2 separate regions of the Ovis aries genome follow, and region 2 is linked to region 1. A link is a contact called in public Hi-C data. All regions are on one chromosome and are shown on one strand. The core of a region is the stretch at or near the end of the contact, and the rest is flanking DNA. Distances in the headings are between cores, read along the strand shown. Region 1 overlaps SPR (sepiapterin reductase). Region 2 has its middle 27 kb from the start of NOTO.

Region 1 (5,754 bases), core at 1,198-3,697:
TATCTCCCTCTTGTTATTCTCAACTTCCAGCATAAGCTCAGCCTACCATGGCCCTGGGCTGACCCCAAATCTGGACTCACAATGACCCTGAACTTGGCCACATATTAATCCTTAATTCTGACCTAGACTAACCCCAACTCTTAAGCCTGACTCTGTCTCTTGAACTTCCCTTTCTTTGAGGGGTTAGCTCCTTTGATCTCTGCCAGTATCACCTGAGATTACAAGGTTCACAGCTCACTTTTTAAATTAATTAATTTTCACAGCTCACTTTTTAGTACTGTAGCACTGGAGTGGAGACATACTTGGACCCACTGAATTGGAACCTGTAGTAAAGGAGGAACAATGGAGGAGCGATTTTTTTTTTTTTTAACTTTCTTGGTGATTCTGACACAGGCCAGTCCTACCCATGTCCACAAAACACACATGAGGGCTTGCCTTTAGGGATTCCAAGGGGGAATCCAAGGGGGTGGGGCTTAACCGCCACATAGGGAAGGTTGGGGTGGGTGGAGGCTTGTCTGCCAGGCACCAGTCATCACAGCCAAGCCCTTTTAAATGCTCCACTACGCACCGGGCAGTGGGCCACTATGGCACTCACTTGCTCACTCATTCATTCATCCATCCACCCCCTTATCCCATATCCATTCACTCATTTATCATCAAAGACTCAGCATGGCCTCGAAGAACTAGGTCTCTGTAAGGTCTGTGGGATATACGCAGCCCCTTGAACCTTGGATCCCTGGGATCAAACTGGGCCTTGGAAGGGCAGGACCTGACAGGAAAGGACTCCGCAGCAGCTGGACCAAGACCTGAACCAGAGTATGGACCAGACAGATTCCCGCGGCCCCAAGAGGAGGCACCAGGTCTCGAAAGTAGGACCCAGGGCTCTCTCTTCCCTTGCCCTGGGGTTGGGGACGGGGGACATGGGCCTGTGGGCTAAGAGACCACTAGACAGCTTGCAGGCTGGTCAGCTGAGGAATTATCTGAGCCCCTGGAATCAGCTGGGGGTAGGCCTGAGAGGTGGATCCCTCAAAGGAGAAAGGAGGCTTCCTTTTCCCTTCCTTCCTTTTCCCAACCGCTTCCTGAAAGTCAAAGTTCAGGACTCTCTCAGCTCACCCTAGGGGCAGTTAGAGCTGTGAGGCTGGGTGAAATGGGAGACAGAGGGGAGGGGAGGGGAGTCTTGCTGGAGTGGGATAATTTGGGGTGGGAGTGGGGAGGTGGGCCTTACTTCAAGTCTGAGGGAATGTCCAGCATTTAGCCCTGCCTCCCAGCACTGCAGGCAGAAGACCTTGGGGCTGGGGCAGAGAAGCAACAACAGCTCAGTCTCTCCTCTGTCCAGCTACCCTCTAACCCCATCTTCAGTGACCCCAGAGGCTCACAGTGAATCCTCAGCTAACGGCCCCGCAAGCTGCCTGGTGTCCTCAGGCCCACCTCCCTCGCCGCTACCCCATCACTGTGTGATGCTGTGGGGATCCCGCCTGGTGACTGGCAGTACTTTCACCCCCATCCCTGCCACCGCACAGGACCCCGATGGGTCCTGTGGTGAGGGCGCAAGGCTGGGCACTGGGAGCAGGAATTACTGCACACACGTCTGCACAGGAGGCTGTGCTCTGCAGGGAGAGGCTGGGTGAGAGGAGGCTGGAGGCAGCAACCCCAAGCCCAGCTCTGAGGTGAGACCCCAGGGAGAGCTGGTGGTACCCTGCCCCAGGAGTGGTCCTGAGGCCAGGTAGAAACAGCTGCTCACATCTAGCCTTGGCCAGCGGACTCAGGCACCAGCCTGTATTTTATTCAGGGGACGAAGGAGAGGAATTGGGGGTGGGAAGGGAGCTTCTGATCAACCCAACCCCCTCTGGTCATGCTCTAGGAGAGGTGGGTGCTGGGCTCCCTGGGGTGCGCCTGGACTATCCCCCTCCCCCGCTCCCACAGGCCAGCTGCTGGCCTCCAGCTCAGGCGTATTAAACACAAAACCGAAAAACTACCAGCTCATTCAGGCCACAGACAAAGAGACCTTGTTTGTCTTTAGGCTAATCTGAGGCCCGCACGGCCAGCAGCTGAGCTCCAGGCACGTGCAGGCATGTACTGTGTGTGTGTTCGAGTGCGCTCGTGTGTGTGGTAGCCAAGGACAGGCCATGCACTCTGAGAACACACATGGCTGCCCCTGAGGTGGCAGGAAGGCCTCCCCGCCCCAGGGGTGCAGGCCCTGGGGAGGCTGAGTCCAGCCCAAGAAGCAAGGCCTGGGAAATCCCTATGGTCCGAGCACAGGGATCACTACAGAGGCCAAGAGGAACCACCGGCGAGAGTGATCCCGGCTCTTTCTGCCTCCCCAGCTCCCTGGGGGCCCCTGAGAGTCCAGAAAAGCACAGGCAGAGAGAAAGGTCTAGGGTTTCCAAGGCTCTTAAACCCCCGGCTCCAAGCTGAGAGAGGACATGTCAGGCGCGGGAGTGTGTTGCCACCTTGTGGGGACATGTGGTACTTCTCCCTAAGTCTTGGTCAACCAGCTTCCTGGGGAGAGAGACAGCCCCACCCGACATCATACATTTTGCTGGTGCCGACTGCCCTTACATTCCCTTGGGAGCGAGAGGCCAGGAGAGGAGATCTGTCCCACACTCACCAGACAGAAGTAGCCTAGGCTGGCCCAGCCCCACCCACAGAGGCCAATCTGAGAACTGCAGATGCAGCCTGACCACATTTGAAGCACCTTGGAGAAAAGTTTGCAGGAAAGAATCTTAAAGCTCATCTGTTCTAAGGAAACTGAAGCCCAGAGACAAGTCCCTGCCCAGGGCCCACAGCATCTCTATCACAGAGGGAAGCAAGACGGAGGATTCCACTCCAAGCCTCAAGCATTTTCCTGCCTCATGGCTCCCACGGTAAAGCGTCTGCCTGCAGTGCAGGAGACCCGGGTTCGATTCCTGGGTTGGGAAGGTCCCCTGGAGAAGGAAATGGCAATCCACTCCAGCACTCTTGCCTGGAAAATCCCATGGATGGAGCAGCCTGATAGGCTACAGTCCATGGGGTCGCAAAGAGTCGGATGTGATTGAGCGACTTCACTGGTGAATCCAGGACAAGCTGTCCAGACAGAACCCCAGCCCAGGAGGCAGGGGTTACAGGGGCTGCAGTGAGGGGCTCTCGCCATAGGTCAGGCAAGGGAACGGGCGTCTGAGCCACACGGAGATGAGGCTACAGCATGCTCTGGATCTTGATTCTGTTACTGCTAGTTGCTCAATTTGTGTCTGACTCTTTGTGACCCCATGGACTGTAGCCTGGCCAGGCTCCTCTGTCCATAGAATTCTCCAAGCAAGAATACTGGAATGGGTTGCCATTTCCTTCTCCAGGGTGTCTTTCTGACCCAGGGATAGAACCCAGGTGGCTCCTTTACTGGGGACCCATCAGGGACACCCCATCCAGATATTAAAAGGCAATAAATAGTATCAGCTTCTGCAGGCACTTGGTGCAGTGCCAGCACTGTGCTTAGCAGTTACAAACATCAGGTCATTTAATACTCATGATGCCCCTTTGAGGGAGGCACCATTATAATCCACTTTTTTCAGATAGGGAAACTGAAGTAAGAGGAGTAGCCTGCCCCCGGTGGCAGAGCAGGGGTGAGCACAGGGCCTTTGACTCCACTGAGGGCAAAGGCTCCGCTGGGTGAAGAAAAGCGCATGAGTTACTCCCTCCCTCCTAGGGAACCCAGCAGGGCACTGCCAGCTCTAGCTCAGGGCCTGCCTCCACAGGGACCCGTGCTGCCTCTGGTTCCCCAGGAGGCATGGCTTCAGTGCGCCCTCTGCTGTGCACAAGGAGGAACAAAGAGATCTGTCCAGCAATCAGAGGCAGGGCTGAGGCCCGATGGCTGGCAGGAACCATGGTCTCTCTGACCAAATAAGGAACAGGGACAAAGGGTTGGCTGGCTGTAGACCACCACCACTGCAGAGCTCTCAGCCTAGCCCACACCTACTGATCTGCAGGAGGAGCGCACCCTTGGTTTCTCAGGGTTTTTCCCTCTTAGAATCTTGTCTACCTCCCACAAAGGCATGTTGGTCCTATGTCCAACCCTCTGAGGATCAGGTCCGTGGCGCAGATAAATGTTATCAGGAGGGCCCACGACAGGTCCCCTGAAGATCTGGGATCCATCCAGAGCATTGCCATGTGGGTAAAGGGCAGAGTTGGGAATCTGAGAGCCAGGGAAACCACCCTTCCCCAAGGGCGGGGGAGCTCCAAGCCAGGCCCAAAAGGCTGGCTACTCTTTGAATAGGTCAAGGGCGAGGAAAGGGCATAAGACTGGGGTAAGAATAGGCAAAGGCATAATGGAGGCACAGGTATCTGGGCAGGCCACCTAGGACAACTTTGTTTGAACCTGGGTTTGCTACTGAGTGGGGCTCTGTGAGAAGAAGCAGACAGCCCCAAGACGCCCCAGGACATGAGGGCAACACCCCAAGTTTGGATTAACTGCCTCAGGAATACCCCTTGAGTCGAGGAAACCAGGGAGTTAGTCATAGGACCTGTATCAGAAGAGAAAGCAGGTATTAATAAAGGACAATCCACATTTTATTTGTATCTGCCTTTAACATGTACAGAAACTCTCAGGCTCCTTTCCCCCTTCTGGTGGATAGATGGCAGATTCTGGAGGGAGGAAGCATCAGAATGAGGACACAGAGTTCAAGCGAAGGTCTTGCTACCCTGGCAAAGAGCATCCCTATGGGCTGGGACTTTGCTGTCCTCCTATCCCTCCAGGCCATCTGTCAGTTTACATGGGTCCTCCTGTTTGACACTAGCTCATCCCTCCTTCCCCGTGGGCCAGTCATGGGCCGGAGACCCAGCCTCCTTTTCTCAGTGTTTTTAGCTTCCTGTCCTAGTTTTCCCATTCCTAAAATTCTATTTCTAGGGAGAAAGAACACCAACAGCCATAACTCGTCTCTCCCAAGTCCACTCCTACTACAGGTAACTGAAAACTGGGGACTCCAGCCACCCAGGGCCCTCACAGGTGGTTGGATCTGCGGGCAGGGCAGTAAGCATGAGTGCTTATCTGTGTAAGGCAGGGTTGGCAGCGCCACTGTGGCAGCATGTAGGGAGGCACAGGGCTCCTGGGTGTGCCTGTAAGAGGGGGAAGAAAGCCCCTAAAACCAAGGGCATGGTCTTAGTCATCGTAGAAGTCAATATGGGCTCCAGACTTGAACTTGTCATTCTGCAGCAAGCTCAGAAGTTTCTGGGCTGATATCTTGCAATCCACAAGCTCCCCCTTTCTCTTCAGCTCCTGCAGGCTTTTTCGCAAGTCTGGGTCCACAGAGGTCTCCCGGGCTAACTGCTGCATGTCAGTGTCCAGGGGACCTAGGGGATGAAGAGCAGAAGATGAGGGGACATGGCTGAGGCAGGGGCCCCTGATGTATGTGTGGAGTTGGGTGGAGTCAGGTCTGGCCAGAGGCAACACCTCACCTTGGCTGACATGTGGTCAGCATCACCAAAGGCTCCACACTGTCACTATCGAGCTCTAGGCTCATCCAAAGTTCACTGAACACGGTCCCCTTAGACTACCAAATCCACAGATTCACACTACCCCATCATTCCTCCTCAAAGTCCCAGAGTGGAGAGAGACATTCTCCTCCCTGTCGGAGGAGAGTGAAGTGAGCAACCAACTTCTCAGGGCCTCCCGAGCCAGCCTACTCCAGCACCAGGTCAACTCCCATGGCCCTAGGTGGCTCCCTGTCGTTCCCCAAAATTGTACAAACAATAAATGCTGGAGAGGCTGTGGAGAAAAGGGAACGC
Region 2 (5,754 bases), core at 2,216-4,715, 290 kb before region 1:
TTTTTCTCCTTGTTCCTTTTTACTCAAAACTGTTTTAAAGTTCTCTTCGGTGCCCTGTGGACAGGAGTCCCCTTGCTCCTGACAGCTGTTTCCTAACATCTCACGTGCAGATGAAAAGCCTGCTGTCAGGTTGGCTTTTATTTGCAGAAAACCCTTCTGCTGTTAAAAAGCTTGCAAGATCTTTTTATTTATCATCAGCATTCAAAAGTTTCCACAAGAGATCTGAGTATCTCCTTTCAACATGTCCTTTTGGGGGTACTTCTGGCCATATTGAGGGTTAGGGTCTGAGAAACATCGCTGCGGAGACCTCTGACAAGAAGTTGGGTAAGAGAAGGTATCTGGGCTGGATTGGGGAGTTATCTGCATTTGGGTTCTAGTTTGACAAGAAAAACCAGAGAAGGCGATGGCACCCCACTCCAGTCCTCTTGCCTGGAAAATCCCACGGACGGAGGGGCCTGGTGGGCTGCAGTCCATGGGGTCGCCAAGAGTCAGACATGACTGAGTGACTTCACTTTCACTTTTCACTTTCATGAATTGGAGAGGGAACTGGCAACCCACTCCAGTGTTCTTGCCTGGAGAATCCTAGGGACGGGGGAGCCTGGTGGGCTGCCGTCTATGGGGTCGCACAGAGTCGGACACGACTGAAGCGACTTAGCAGCAGCAAGAAAAACACGGCTGGATAAGAGTAACGATGGAGGAGAACTGGTCAAGTGAGGATGCAGGGCTGCTGAAAGCAGGAGGTTATCAAAGGGTCTATTATTAGGTGAGCAACTGTTATCTTCTTTTTTTTATTATAATAAAGTATTTCAAACACTATGTTTGAAATAGACAAAGATATGATAAATACCCAAGAACTCACCATCCAACGTTGTCAACTTTGGCTATGTTTATTTCAGTTTTGTTTTGTTTTGTTTTTTAAGTAAAAGTGCATTATAGTGCTTCCCTGGTGGTCCACTGGCTAAGAATCCGCCTTGTAATGCAAGGGACACCAGTTTGATTCCTGGTTCAGGAAGATCCCACATGCCGTGGAGCAACCGACTACTGAGTCCATATCCTAGAGCCTGCAGGCCACAGGCTGCAGCTACTGAAACCCGCGAGCCTACAGCCTGTGCTCCGCAACAAGAGAAGCCACTGCAATGGGAAGCCTGGGCTCCGGCATGAAGAGTAGCCTCTGCTGGCTGCAACTAGAGAAAGCCCGCATGCAGCAACAAAGACCCCCCATGGTCAACAGATTAAAATGAATAAATAAATAAATCTTTTAAAAAAAAGTGTATCATGGACATATATATAGCCCCCTTATACTTCTCACCAGTTCCATTCACTGGTGTTAATTACTGTTCTAACCTGGTGCTATAATTTCCATTCATGCTCTTAACAATTCTTCCATAGTTACTTATCCTTAAGCAGCATACAGCATGAAATGTTTTGCATGCTTCTAAACTTTATATAGGTGGTATCACATTGTACTTGTCCTTTTTCAGGTTACCTCTTTCACTCAGCACTATGTGAGTTTGCTATATGTTCAGTTCAGTTCAGTTCAGTTCAGTCACTCAGTCGTGTCCGACTCTTTGTGACCCCATGAATCGCAGCACGCCAAGCCTCCCTGTCCATCACCAACTCCCGGAGCTCACTTAGACTCATATCCATCGAGTCAGTGATGCCATCCAGCCATGTCATCCTCTGTCGTCCCCTTCTCCTCCTGACCCCAATCCCTCCCAGCATCAGAGTCTTTTCCAATGAGTCAACTCTTCTCATGAGGTGGCCAAAGTACTGGAGTTTCAGCTTTAGCATCATTCCTTCCAAAGAAATCCCAGGGCTGATTTCCTTCAGAATGGACTGGTTGGATCTCCTTGCAGTCCAAGGGACTCTCAAGAGTCTTCTCCAACACCACAGTTCAAAAGCATCAATTCTTTGGCGCTCAGCCTTCTTCACAGTCCAACTCTCACATCCACACATGACCACAGGAAAAACCATAGCCTTGGCTAGACGGACCTTTGTTGGCAAAGCAATGTCTCTGCTTTTGAATATGCTATCTAGGTTGGTCATAACTTTCCTTCCAAGGAGTAAGCGTCTTTTAATTTCATGGCTGCAATCACCATCTGCAGTTATTTTGGAGCCCCAAAAATAAAGTCTGCCACTGTTTCCACTGTTTCTCCATCTATTTCCCATGGAGTGATGGGACCGGATGCCATGATCTTCGTTTTCTGAATGTTGAGCTTTAAGCCAACTTTTTCACTCTCCTCTTTTACTTTCATCAAGAGGCTTTTTAGTTCCTCTTCACTTTCTATATGTAGCTATAGTTTATTAATTTTAACGGGTTTAGCGTATTCGGACTTCACTGGTGGCTCGGACAGTAAAGAATCTTCCTGCAATGCAGGAGACCTAGGTTCAATCCCTGGGTTGGAAAGATCCGTTGGAGAAGGAAACGGCTACCCACTCCAGTATTCTGGCCTGGAAAATTCCAAGGAGCCTGGCAGGCTATAGTTCACGGGGTCACAAAGACCTGGACAAGACTGAGCAACTTTCACTTTCTTCAGAGTATTCAAAAAATGAATAGACTACAATTTATTTTTCCATTACACTGTTAATGGACATTTGCGGGTCATGTGCTGTGTGCTAGATATGGCGAAGCTGTAGCAGTGAATGCACTTCTCAACCTGTGATAAATTATGAATACTGTTTTACAGATAGGGAACGTAAGGCTCAGGCAGGGCAAGCCACTTATCCAGGCGTCACAGCCAGTACACAGCAGAAGGGCACCATCTCCTCCCTTCAGGATCCTCTGGCCCTGACCTTGCATTGTCTCTCCTTCCCCAGGGAACTCACAGCTTCACCCCTGGGGGAGCTGCTTCTGGAGCTTTCCTGAGCGGGGGCTTTTCTGTTTGCTGGAAGCACAGCTGGAGTTGGTTGGGGAGGCCCCTGTCAATGCTCACCGCCTGGGCAGGTCCAGCCCAGGGCAGAACAGCTACACTCACAGGGCTGGCCCCTGGCCGCGAGGGCAGCTGACAGGACACAGAATCAGGCCTGCTCCTGCTCTGGGGCTCTAGGTTTTCGGGAAGCAGGACCCTATCTTCTCAGTTTCCGCAGAGCTCCTCATACAGTGCTTGGAGAATTTACGCCCTCTGTTCCCTCAGAGCTTCGTAGACGTCTGGACTTGCTGTCAGGAAACGTAGGCTGTGGTTTGCTCCTACATCTTACCTGCGTAACGTGATGCAGAAAAGTCACTTAGGCCTCCTCCGAGGTGGGATTATAGCCTCGGGGGTGCTGTGCCCATTCACGGAGGCACCATTTTGCTTTTTAAATGCCTGGGCGCTGTCCTAACAAGGCCTGGGGAACGACTGCCACAGGAAAGGTTCAGGGAGAAGGGGTCCTGGCGCTTAGCTCTCCGACTGAAGGGCCAAAGGGCCAGGCCGATGGAGAGTGTCATTTCTCACAGCGGGCAGCAGGGGGCGCGCGCAGACCGTGTGATGTGGGCACCGCCTCCGCTGGCTGCAGGCTGCAATCGCATCCGCCGGGTCTCGGAGCAAGGAAGAAGAGGTCTTTCACCTGGGAGCTTAGTTAGGGGTTAGGATCAGCTTGGTCTACAGACCCCTCAGAAACTCCGGGAAATGAAGCCCGAGTCGGAAGGTGGTACGCAGCGCTGTGCTCCGAGGGCACTAGAGGGGCAAGGAGGGACGTTGTGTCCGGTGTCTAAGATCACTGCTTTCCAGCTGGTGAAGTCAACGCTTCCTAACTGTGGGGTAGAGACAGGCATGACCCGCTGGTTCAACTGGCTGGAAGAAAATAGCCAGTTGCAGGATATCCCCAACTGTCAAAACAAAAAAAGACTACAATTCTCGTCTGGCTACCTTCCCAACCTTGGGGCGGAAGGGAGGGAAGGGACCGAGCGGGAGCAGGCAGGGAGGTTTCGAGGAAAGTTACACCTAGGAGATGTCAGTGTGTTGGTGGGACCCGTCTTCCTGCCAGAGCATAATCCTTGCCAGCCTCAAATGTGCTTCCAGTCAAGACCCTTCTGTCCTGACAAGATGGTCCATAGACTTATTTTTCTTTTCGAATTCCGAAGCTAATATATACATTTTGTGTAAAAACTAAACAATACCAAAATTATTATTAAGAAAATGAAAGCTTCTCTATAACCTCCTAACAAAATAACCACCATTTTTTCAGGTTTACTTCTGTCCCATACATATACTAACATTTATTATAACAATTTTTACAAAAAATCATTGCATCAAAGTATTTTAAACTATTTTAAACTTGCTTTATTCCTCATTTAATATATATTGGACACGTCTCTGTGTCGGTATATATACCTCCACCAAATTTTTCACAAACGGTTGCACAGCATGCAAACGGTTGAGCCAGTCCACCACTGATGGGCTTTAAGATTTTTTTCTCTTTCCCCTCATGACAAACATCCTCCTAGGTGCTGTGCTCCCTGCAAGCACTTTTAAGGAGAGATTCTTGTGTAACTCCTGGGATGAGAGAGAGGTTCATTTGAAATGGCTGATGTGGCTGCATTGCCCTCCACAGGCTGCACTGTCTGGTCAGTATGTCCACCCATGGTGAGGGCAGCTTCCTGGTGGTTTTAGCCACAACTTCTCTTGAGGTGAGGTCTTAACCTCCTGAATCTTGGAACTGGTAGTTGCCTGATCATTTCTAGAGGTTCCAGCAGCTCACTAAGGACCTCAGGAGAGGGTGAAAAGGAAGCCTGTTTAGTTCAGAGGTGTCAACAGCCAGAGAAGGGACTTCATAAGCTTTCCAAGAACAGGGGAAGATTACAAAGTGGCCTTACCTCCCAAGGGATCTCGGTGGGGTGGGGAAAGGAGCAGAGGAGCCAGTCAGAGGAGTGAGGAACTGGGTGGGGTTCCCTGGGAGAGAACCTGTGTCACTCCTAAGGAACAAAGGCCCTCATAGGCACAAGTACCTCCCCGACCAGCCCACTAACTTTTTAAGCTCCAGCTGTCTGGAGGTGGGGGCGAGTGTGGGCAGATCCTATTCAGAGCCAAACTGCTCAGTTCTAAGAGAACATACAGCCTGACTTTGAAAGGGAAGAGAGAAGGCTGGGGCCCACCACAGAGGGGTCTTGTGATGGAATCAGATGCTAAATTGGAAGGGGCTCTGAGTTGGAGAAGCCCTAGAGGGCTTCCAGGAGGAAGAGACTGGATGCTTGCTGTGCCTTGATGGTCAGGATTTGAACCCTCCCGGAAACCTGAGCAAAGGCATGTTTTTAGGAATGGCCAGTCTGCTCAGGGAACAGGGAGGAGCAGGGTCTGAGAGTTGCGGAAGGGCAGGAGGGGCTGTAGCTGGGGCTGAGGCAGAAGCCAGGGGGTGAATTCCACAGCTCCCAGAATTTGTTCTGGGGTCCCGGACTGTCCTTCTGGCCTTTAGGTCCCTGGAAGCTCTGGAGTAAGAGTCTGGACATGTCCTCCGGCGCTCCTGGAGGCTTATCAAAGGCTCGCCTCCCAGAGCAGCGGAGAACTCAGACCGAGGGCGGCGGTCGGCGCCGGGCAGCGCGGGCCCCTGGACACAGGAGACGCCGTCCTCTGCCGCATGGCCCGGGCTGCAAGGGGCCCGCCGCTCCCCGGTCTTCACACCTCCACCTTTGCCTCTTTTTCCTTTCCCATCCCCAGCCGGGAGCTCTTGGCCCTCACCCCCACCAGGCAGATGGGGAGGTAGAGGTGCGGGGAGAGAGGAGGGTCGGAGGGACCGGCGCCTGGCTTTCCTCCATTCGCCCTCCGTCTTCCCCTTCCT

Evidence for each region. A called contact is a pair of places that touch in the nucleus more often than the background predicts.
Region 2: a Hi-C map of hypothalamus shows a contact between it and region 1, with 5 times the contacts expected there. The contact joins two enhancer-like sites. A contact is called at or near these places in 7 of 16 Hi-C or Micro-C datasets (hypothalamus, liver, muscle and 3 more).

The regions. Positions count from the first base shown.
Region 1 is chr3:94,911,369-94,917,122 of ARS-UI_Ramb_v3.0, reverse strand. It overlaps SPR (sepiapterin reductase), which reads right to left. Exons shown (of 3, transcript XM_004006069.5): 3 at 4,522-5,319. The coding sequence ends at 5,129. Among named protein-coding and RNA genes, the nearest start is that of SPR, 7.6 kb to the right of the region's middle. Within about 2 kb of position 2,447, at least 10 of the 54 cell types and tissues checked have an H3K27ac peak or open chromatin away from gene starts, as enhancers often do. A contact at or near this core is called in hypothalamus, where this site is marked.
Region 2 is chr3:95,198,657-95,204,410 of ARS-UI_Ramb_v3.0, reverse strand. No RefSeq gene overlaps it. Among named protein-coding and RNA genes, the nearest start is that of NOTO, 27 kb to the left of the region's middle. Within about 2 kb of position 3,465, at least 2 of the 54 cell types and tissues checked have an H3K27ac peak or open chromatin away from gene starts, as enhancers often do. A contact at or near this core is called in hypothalamus, where this site is marked.